Linked DNA regions of Mus musculus: all the other regions are linked to region 3. A link is a contact called in public HiChIP or PLAC-seq and promoter capture Hi-C data. All regions are on one chromosome and are shown on one strand. The core of a region is the stretch at or near the end of the contact, and the rest is flanking DNA. Distances in the headings are between cores, read along the strand shown. Region 1 holds the start of Dnm2 (dynamin 2). Region 2 has its middle 8.3 kb from the start of Pigyl. Region 3 holds the start of Angptl8 (angiopoietin-like 8).

What was found. Promoter capture Hi-C pulls out the DNA fragments that hold promoters and counts their contacts. HiChIP or PLAC-seq counts read pairs in DNA pulled down with a chosen protein or histone mark.
Region 1: a contact with region 3 is called in a FOXA1 HiChIP or PLAC-seq map of pancreatic cancer cells. The contact joins the promoter of Dnm2 here to the promoter of Angptl8 in region 3. A contact is called at or near these places in 2 of 39 promoter capture datasets (both in liver), 1 of 484 Hi-C or Micro-C datasets (the N1E-115 cell line) and 2 of 115 datasets of contacts at active chromatin or transcription factors (large pre-B cells and pancreatic cancer cells).
Region 2: a contact with region 3 is called in a promoter capture Hi-C map of neutrophils, with 2.7 times the contacts expected there. The contact joins the enhancer-like site here to the promoter of Angptl8 in region 3. A contact is called at or near these places in 8 of 39 promoter capture datasets (3T3-L1-derived adipocytes, HPC-7-derived erythroid cells, cranial neural crest and 5 more), 4 of 15 datasets of contacts at CTCF or cohesin (the G1E-ER4 cell line, embryonic stem cells, large pre-B cells and 1 more), 18 of 484 Hi-C or Micro-C datasets (the Ba/F3 cell line, CD4 T cells, CD8 T cells and 11 more), 11 of 115 datasets of contacts at active chromatin or transcription factors (T-cell acute lymphoblastic leukemia, acute myeloid leukemia, astrocytes and 8 more) and 3 of 9 other capture datasets (embryonic stem cells, liver and pancreatic islet).

Annotation. Positions count from the first base shown.
Region 1 is chr9:21,423,570-21,426,283 of GRCm38.p6, reverse strand. Dnm2 (dynamin 2) reads right to left here and starts at 1,376. Exons shown (of 21, transcript NM_001253893.1): 1 at 1,028-1,376. The coding sequence starts at 1,188.
Region 2 is chr9:22,163,768-22,166,467 of GRCm38.p6, reverse strand. No RefSeq gene overlaps it. Among named protein-coding and RNA genes, the nearest start is that of Pigyl, 8.3 kb to the right of the region's middle. Within about 2 kb of position 1,432, at least 232 of the 459 cell types and tissues checked have an H3K27ac peak or open chromatin away from gene starts, as enhancers often do. A contact at or near this core is called in CD8 T cells, the G1E-ER4 cell line, Th1 cells and 16 more, where this site is marked.
Region 3 is chr9:21,834,194-21,836,893 of GRCm38.p6, reverse strand. It overlaps Angptl8 (angiopoietin-like 8), which reads right to left and starts at 1,384. Exons shown (of 4, transcript NM_001080940.1): 1 at 1,080-1,384; 2 at 817-978; 3 at 1-51. The coding sequence starts at 1,376. The region is part of intron 14 of Dock6 (dedicator of cytokinesis 6); the gene reads left to right.

The sequences.
Region 1 (2,714 bases), core at 127-2,626, 410 kb after region 3:
TCATACATGGAACACTTCCTGGAATGGAGAAGTGCTGCTGCGGGGAGAGGCAGAGGGGGAGGGGACAGGAGTAAATCAACATCCCTCCTTCACTCACTTCCTGGATCCTACAAACAGCTGCAAGTGGAATTTGCCCACTGGACAGATGGAACAAGCTGAGGCTCCCAGAGCTATCTAGAGAGCATTCCAACTGGGAAGCTCTAGGTTAGGGGATCCTAGCCCAAGAAAGAATCCTAAAGAATGTTTCTTCCCAAGTTCTCCAACCTCTGTCACTCAGAGAGGATGGACAGGCAGGGATGCCTGGGTGGGAATGGAGAACAGACTAATGGATGGATTCAAAGAGCCAGTCGGCCCAAGAGAACCAGATAACAGGAGGCTCCCAAAGTTCAGCCAGTCAGATGGCAGAGGCCAACTCACGTAAATAAGGGGCACAGATGGGCATTTGCACACGAGAGGTCACCTTAGATGGCTAGCCAGACAACGGTGGACTTCAGAGTGAGTTTGGACAGATGGGACAACCAAATGGTGCCGGTAGGAAGCCTGTCTAGAACAGATAACCAGCTAACCAGGCAAGAGAGCAGGCTCCAGAAAATAACTGGCCAGACAGACCCCAGGGGTCATTCCCCATGGATGGCTAAGTGGCAAGTGTTATCTTCAACATCTTAGCACACACACTAAGATTTCCAGGTAGCAGAAGGAAAGAGGAGTGGATCTATCCCGGACTACAGGTAAAGCGATGTCAGAGTTGCCCAGCCATAGCCGGAACTAGAAGCACCAAGAGGGGTCGGCACTGACCGTCTTGCCCCAAACACCGCCCACTATCATCGACTAGTCCCAGACTTGGATCTGCATCTCCAGTCCCTGCGGAAAGCCATGGAGACTCTTGCCCCAGACCTTATCCACTGCCACCGGTGCTGCGGCGTCCGCGAGCCGCAGTTCCGCCATTCCCCGCCCGCCCTCCGCGCCCTAGGCCGCCGCCCGCCCTCCCGGCCGGAGCCCCAGAACCGCCGCCGGCGCGCTCGCTCACCGGCCCACGAAGTTCTCGAGCACCGAACTTTTGCCGGCGCTCTGGCCGCCCACCACGGCGATCTGCGGCAGGTCCAGGTGGCAGCTCTGACCGATGGAGCTGAAGGCGTCCTGCAGCTTGTTAACCAGCGGGATGAGCTCTTCCATCCCGCGGTTGCCCATGGTGTCCGCCTCCGCCGCGCGGATCCCCCGACTAAGACTCTCGGTTCCGATGTGTCTGTGGCCGTTGCTTCCTCCTGCTCTGCTCTGCCGGCCCGCCCGGTCTCCCCTTCGCCGCGACGCCCGCTCCCGGCTCGGCCTCAGAGTCGCCGCCTCATCCGGTTCTCAGGCGACACCCGACCCGAGCGAACAACCCTCCCGGCCTCCGGGGCGGAGTCCGCAACCCTACTGCTATATCCAATTGGTTCAAAGCACTGCCACTCAAGAACGTGAGCCAATAAAAAAGGCACGAGGAAGGGCTAATCTCACAAATTCACTGGGTAATAAAACTGTCACTCTTAAGTGAAAGCCAATAGAAGTCAAACCGGGTTGTCAGACCGGGAAGGCGGGGTCTCTGGAAAAGACACTGAGGCCTCAGCTCACTAGGTTGATTCGGGTTGGCTTATTGGTCGCAGAAACGTCAACCTGCCAAGGGTGTAAGGGATCCATTCTTCAACACTGGATTGTCACTTGACACTAGTTAATTCCGTAAAAATTTCTCATTGGCTGATATAAATATCACTTCTCTACTCCAACCAGTAAGAGGAAAGAGAGCCGCAATCTTTTTCTATAGTTTCTATAGTTTTGTATGCTGGCTACAGACTCTTGATGTTCCTCCTGTCTCAGCCTCCCTCCTGCTAGGATACACGCTACTACCTTCCCAATCCTCACTGACAACTGTGTCATAAAAGTTCTTCCAACTTCCTGGCATTTGCTATCACTTTGTGATATTCTTTTTAAGCAAAAGGCCACAGTGCTCAGGGAAGCACACCGTGGTAAGGTTCAGTGGCTGTTACACCTGAATTCTTAGGCTGTAGTGAAAACCCATATTTTAGAAAGCATCGCAGTCGGGCGTGGTGTCGCGTGCCTTTAATCCCAGTACTCGGGAGGCAGAGGCAGGCAGATTTCTGAGTTCAAGGCCAGCCTGGTCTACAGAGTGAGTTCCATGACAGCCAGGGCTATACAGAGAAACACTGTCTCGAAAAACAAAACAAAACAAAACAAAACAAAAAAACTAAAACAAAAAAACAAAAAAACAAAACAAAGCAGAAAGCATCGCAGATCCCAACTCTGGAAGAATCCCAGTGCCAGTGAAAGATGAGTCGACACTTCTGCCTCATAAAGGCGTTCTCACCCTCTCGTGCTTATTTCTGTACGTTACAGAGGGTCAAGTCTACAGTTCCATTAAGCCAAGCAAGTGTTTTGCGGATGGCTACAACTGTAGGTTTATTTTTACTTTAATTTTTTTTTTCTCCTAGACCAATGGCTCAGTACTTGCTGCCTTGGGAGCCGACTCAAATTTGGTTCCCAGCACCTGCATGACAACTCACACAACCATCAGTGATTCCAGTTCCAGGAATCTGACACCCTCGTCTGGCCTCCACTAGAAACAGACACAGACATAATGCACATACCGACATGCAGGCAAAAAAAAAAAAAATCCATGTACAATTTTTTTAATTTACATAAAATAACAGTTAAAAAGTTTT
Region 2 (2,700 bases), core at 183-2,682, 330 kb before region 3:
CTGCCTCCCGAGTGCTGGGATTAAAGGCGTGCACTACCACTGACCGGCTAAACTAAATTATTTATTTATTTATTTATTTATTTATTTATTTATTTATTGGCATGCACGTGCCACAGAGGGTCCTCCATTCTAGCTTGCAGCAGGTGGCATGAGGGGGGGGCACTGAGTCTCACGTGTTACTTTTTCGTATGTAGGTGTTTTGTCTGCATGGGTGTCAGCAGGAGATAGAGCTCAGGCAGTGGCTTTAAAGACAGCTGAGGACAGCCATGTGACTGCTGGAAATCAAACCTGGGTCCTCTTAATCACTAAGCCAACTCCCCAGCCCTTTGTTTCCCTTTTTAATGAAAAACTGCGACTCAAACGAGTAACGCCCTTAAAGGTGACACCAGCCAGCCAGGAAAGGAAGTACTTAGGAGTTGTACCTCAAGGGCAAGGGACCCAGAAAAAGGTTTCAAAAAAACCTTAATTTCAATGTCTGTGCCCAGGAAGACACTGAGAGGGCAGGTCTACACATCTTACAGTTCCAGAAAGCTTCATGCAGACAGCAACAAAACACAGAGCTTTGTAACAGCCATTCGGCCAAATCTGGAATCCTTTCCCTGTAACCCCACCAACTGGAAAGCTGAGACAGACAGGATTATTAGTTTGAGACCATCCTGAATTGCAAAGTGAAACTTGTACAATGCATACATGCTAATACACACACACACACACACACACACACACACACACACACACACTGGAGATACAGTTCAATGATAAAGCTCAAAGCCCTGGGTCCTGTCCTCAGCACTGCAAAGATCAGTCAACCAACCAAACCAACCTTGCCCTAAAGAAAAGTTGTAATTAAAATAGCGTGTGTGTGTAGGATGTAGAAAAGTCACCAGATGCGATTGTACAGATTTGTAATCGAAATACTTGGGACTTGGGAGGTGAAGACCAGAGGATGAGGAGTTAGCATGGAGAGAGTACTGACCAGCAGGCTGGAAGCCATGCATCCACCCCCAGTACCGCTTAAACCCAGGCTAGAAGAGACTAGAAACCCTGCGGAGAGAGTGGGGGTTGGGGGGGGGGGCGGATGAGAGAGGGGAAAGAAAAAAAAAAAAAAAGACAGTGACCTGGAGAGGGGTTGCTGCTACTGGAAATGTGGAAAGGGGGAACCGGAAACGAAGGCCTCCACTGGCTGCTGATTTTGAAAAGCTACGCTGGAATAGGGTCGCTAATTTGAGACCTCCGGTAAACAGAGACAACACTGGGGAAGTCGGCGCCACTTAGGGAGCAGTGATGGGCTGGGGACCCTCAGGCCACAGCTCTTGCACACTCAGCAGCCAGGATGCAGCTGCCGCCACGCCCACTCCACGGCGGTGCGGAGAGCAGAGCCCGGCGGAGCCAAACCGAAGCGAGCCGAGCCGGTGGCAAACTGGGGCGCAGACTCCCGAGTGACGCAGCGTCACGCAGCAGTCACTCCCCGGCTGCACTCACCATCGCGTCCTCCCGGAGGTCCTAAGAATGCCTCCCTCCCGGTTCCCGGTTCCCCGCAGGGCACAGCAGGACCCGGGCGGGGGCAGACAGCCTGAGTGACAACTACCGAGACAGACCCGACCACCCGAGCCTCGCGAGTGAGAGACTCAGTCTCTTTGGTGGCTTTGCGTGGCAGCGTCCCGCCCCGGCTAGCGGCGCGTCTCCTTGGACAGTTACTGCAGTCCCGCCCCTTCGCCCTGCGCATCGAGGGGAGAAAAACTAGGGTTAAATTTGCTCAAGACAATTGCTCAGGTTGCTGTGGATTGCAACCCCTTTGGGGGCTGGAGACGGGGATCGAAAGACCCTGTTAAAAAGGGTCGTTTTACGAGCATCACAAGACACAGGGTTTTGTTTTGTTGTTTTAAGACACGGTTTCTCTGTATGACCCTGGCTCTCCTGGAACTCACTCTGTAGTAGAGGCTGGCCTCTAACTCAGAAATCCGCCTGCCTCTGCTGGGATTAAAGGAGTGTGCCTCTGTCACCGAGCTAAAACATATATTTACATTACAATTCATAACACTAGCAAAGTCATAGTTATGAAGTAGCTATGAAAATAATTGTATGGCTTGGGGTTACCATAACATAAGGAACTATATTTAAGGGTCGCAGCATTAAGAAGGCTGAAACCATTGCTCTAGAATCTCAAGTCGATTGGGGCTACTGAGGAGAAACATAAAGGCTTTTTTATTTTTTATTTTTTGGACATAGGGTCTCATGTAGCCCAGACTGGCCTCAAGTAAGCTGTGTGGCCGAGGATGTACTTGAACTCCTGGTCCTTCTGTCTCTTGAACGCTGGGATTACAGGTGTGTATGCTTTCATACCCAGCTGGGTTTATGGTGTGTTGGGGATGTCACCGAGGGCCTTCTTCCTGGTAGCCACTCTACCCAAAAGGCTCTACCTCTAGTCATTGGCTTCCAACTCCCTGAGTACTCAAATTTCTTTCATGGGCCACCAGGACACCTTTCTGAGTCACTAAGGAGTGTGGTCCCATTAGTTTTTCGGTAGACGGGTCATGACGGTATTAATAGATCACCTGTGTTGTCTTTCAGGAACTCTGAGCTTGCTTTTGTTCATCTCAAACTACTAAAAGTTTTAGAACAGGATCGATGGAAAGTAAGAGGCGGACCTCCACAGAGGTCCTTTGGCCAGGACAATGAAGGATATTTACATTACAATTC
Region 3 (2,700 bases), core at 135-2,634:
CACGTGGCCAGTGAGAGCCCATAAGAGGTGGCTCTGCTTATCAGCTCGAGCCTGTGGGGTAGTATATAAACCTTAGCTGGGAGATCTGGGTCACCTCCCATCTCCTGACCACTGCAAGTTTCTCTGTTACCATCCATGGGGCCCAGCAAATGTCCAAGACCCTCTGGCCTCAGTTTCCCTGTTTGTAAAGTATATCTAAAATGGGACTTGCTCTGTATAGTTTGTAGATGCACATCAAACAATATTGATTGGTTTCTTGATACATAGCACCAGGACTGCGTGGGTCCTGGGAATCCATCTCAGGTCATGGGCTTGGCAGCCTTTACCTGCTGAACTAACTACCTTGTTGGTCCCTTACTCATTCATTCATTTACATATTTTGAGACAGGGCTTCATGTACCCCAAGCTTAACCCGGATGTCTACCTAGCCAGAAATCACCTTGGACTCCACACACACACACACCCACACACACCCACACACACACACACACACACACACACACACACCTGCCTTTATTCCCAGTGCTAGGATTGTTCTTTCTCTTGTTCTCTTTGAGACAAGGTATCACCATGTAGTCAGCTGGCCTAACTTTGTAGCCAAGGCTGCCTTTAACCTTCTATTTCTCCTGCCCCTGCCTCTGGAGTTCTAGAACCACAGCTGTGCCTGCTTCTTGCCCTTACTTGCAAAGGTCACTTCCAGAAGGTCACTGAGGCTGGAACCCCATATACAACTGGAGGGTCCTCTAGCCCAGGATTCAGTGGTGGCCTCTTTCTGAGAAGCAGGCTATACCCCTCTCAGACCTGGGAGTCCCTTACCTTTAAGGTCTCAAATTCTTGGTGGGCTTGACCGAGCCAGGCGCCTCTCAGCTGCACTTGTAGTCTCCGTACAGTGTCCCGCAGAGCCTGCTGGGCCCGGGCCACTTCCCCCAGTGATCGGGCTGTGGCTTCAGCTCGAAGGTGTAAAGCGTCCTCTTCCACCTGCTCAAGGATGGTGTGTCATCAGGGTATGTTTCCTCTGTTCTGGGTTTACCATTTCCTCAGACTCTTACCTGCCACCAACACCCAGCTCCAGTGCTCACCTGAATCTCCGACAGGCTGGTGCGAAGCTCCTGTGTGGCATCCTGGCCCTGCCTGACTTCTGTCCCCAGGAATTCCAGTGCTCTGTCATAGAGGCCCAGGCTGTGCCCAGCTTCTGTCAGGCGAGCCTCTGTGGCTCTGTACACGCCATTGAGGGCCTGGCCTAGCTGCAGGGCCCCGTGAAAGAGCAGGGTCAGCTCTTCATATTGAGCTGGCTCTGGACCACCCAGAGGGGCCACTGGAGCGGGTCGCACTGCTGATGCTAAGGTCCACAGGAGGCAGAGAGCAAGCACAGCCATGGCTGACAGTTTCGTGGGTGTGGTTCCCGGGCCGCTGCGGCTGCCTTTTATTTCCATAGGCTGCCATTGACCCCCCTGGTCAATGGTTAACCGGCCATGGTTGCACAAGGGCCTGGCGGAGGCTCAGCCATTGCATCAGACTGATGGCTAAGCAGGCCATGCTGATATCACGCTGCTAGAACTCAGGGCCAGCTGTGTGTGGGGGTTGGAGGTAGTGGGCAAGCTCAGACCAGAGCTCTCAGCGCCAGTGTCTGTATGAGCATATCACTGCCTTGAGCCTCAGTTTCCCATCTAAGTGTAGAACGTGGCTCCCTTCACATCCAACACAGCAGGCCCAGTATTGCTGGGCCACCCAAAGGGCCATCCAGGGGCTCCAGCCTTGTCTCCTTCCTGCAGACAGCTAATGCAGGGGTCACTGGGTGTGGCCAATAGCTGTGGAGGAGGGGCGAAAAAGTGACATGACAGACATCCTCCTTCTGAGATCATGGAGCCTGACTCCCCGCATGGTTTATGATCTGTGCTAACTTCGATTTAACTTCCTAGAACACACAGGGCAAGTACTGCAACCCATTTTCTCTACCTAGGCGTCCCACAAGTAGTACTAAGCATTTGTTGAACATCCACTTTGCGCACTCAAAGGAACAGCCTTGCTTCCCTTGCAAATAGAACGTTACACTCTGAGGTTGCGGTAGGAGGAACATGAGTTCAAGGCCAGCCTGGGCTACAGAACTAGATCCTCTCTTATGGCAAGAAAACAAGAGCTGAGGTGATGCTCAGAGGTAGAAGGCTTTCGGGGCACTCAGCATTCCATCGCTAGCACCACAGAAAATGGCCGTGAAGTTAGTCATTCGCGATGAGCTTGACACCGAGAGTCACAGGACTCTGTCACAGAGACCCACTCACTGTTCTGTGTGGAGACTCGCTGTTACTGGTTGTTGGTACAGAGCTTCAGAGGCTGAGCTAGCAGGCCAGATGCCTCCATCACACAGCTTAAGGGGGCCTACAGGGTTGGGGCTTGTGCACTTACAGCTGGGGAGAAGAGGCAAGACCAGGTTCCGGTTCTCTTTGTATCTGAAAGACAGACCCTATAGATAACTCCAGGGAGCCAATAAGGTGGTAGTGTGGGCTGCGGGAGGCCAGTCTGCCACCTGGCTACTGGTGGGACCACCTTATGTTTTTAATTATTTATTTATTGTTGGGGGGCAGGGTTGAACAGAGATGTCCAAAGAGGCCAGAGGCATCAGGTCCCCCTGGAGCTGACTGAAGTGGGTGCTGTGAACTGAACTTGGATCCTCTCAAAGAGCAGTGCGTACCCTTAACTGCT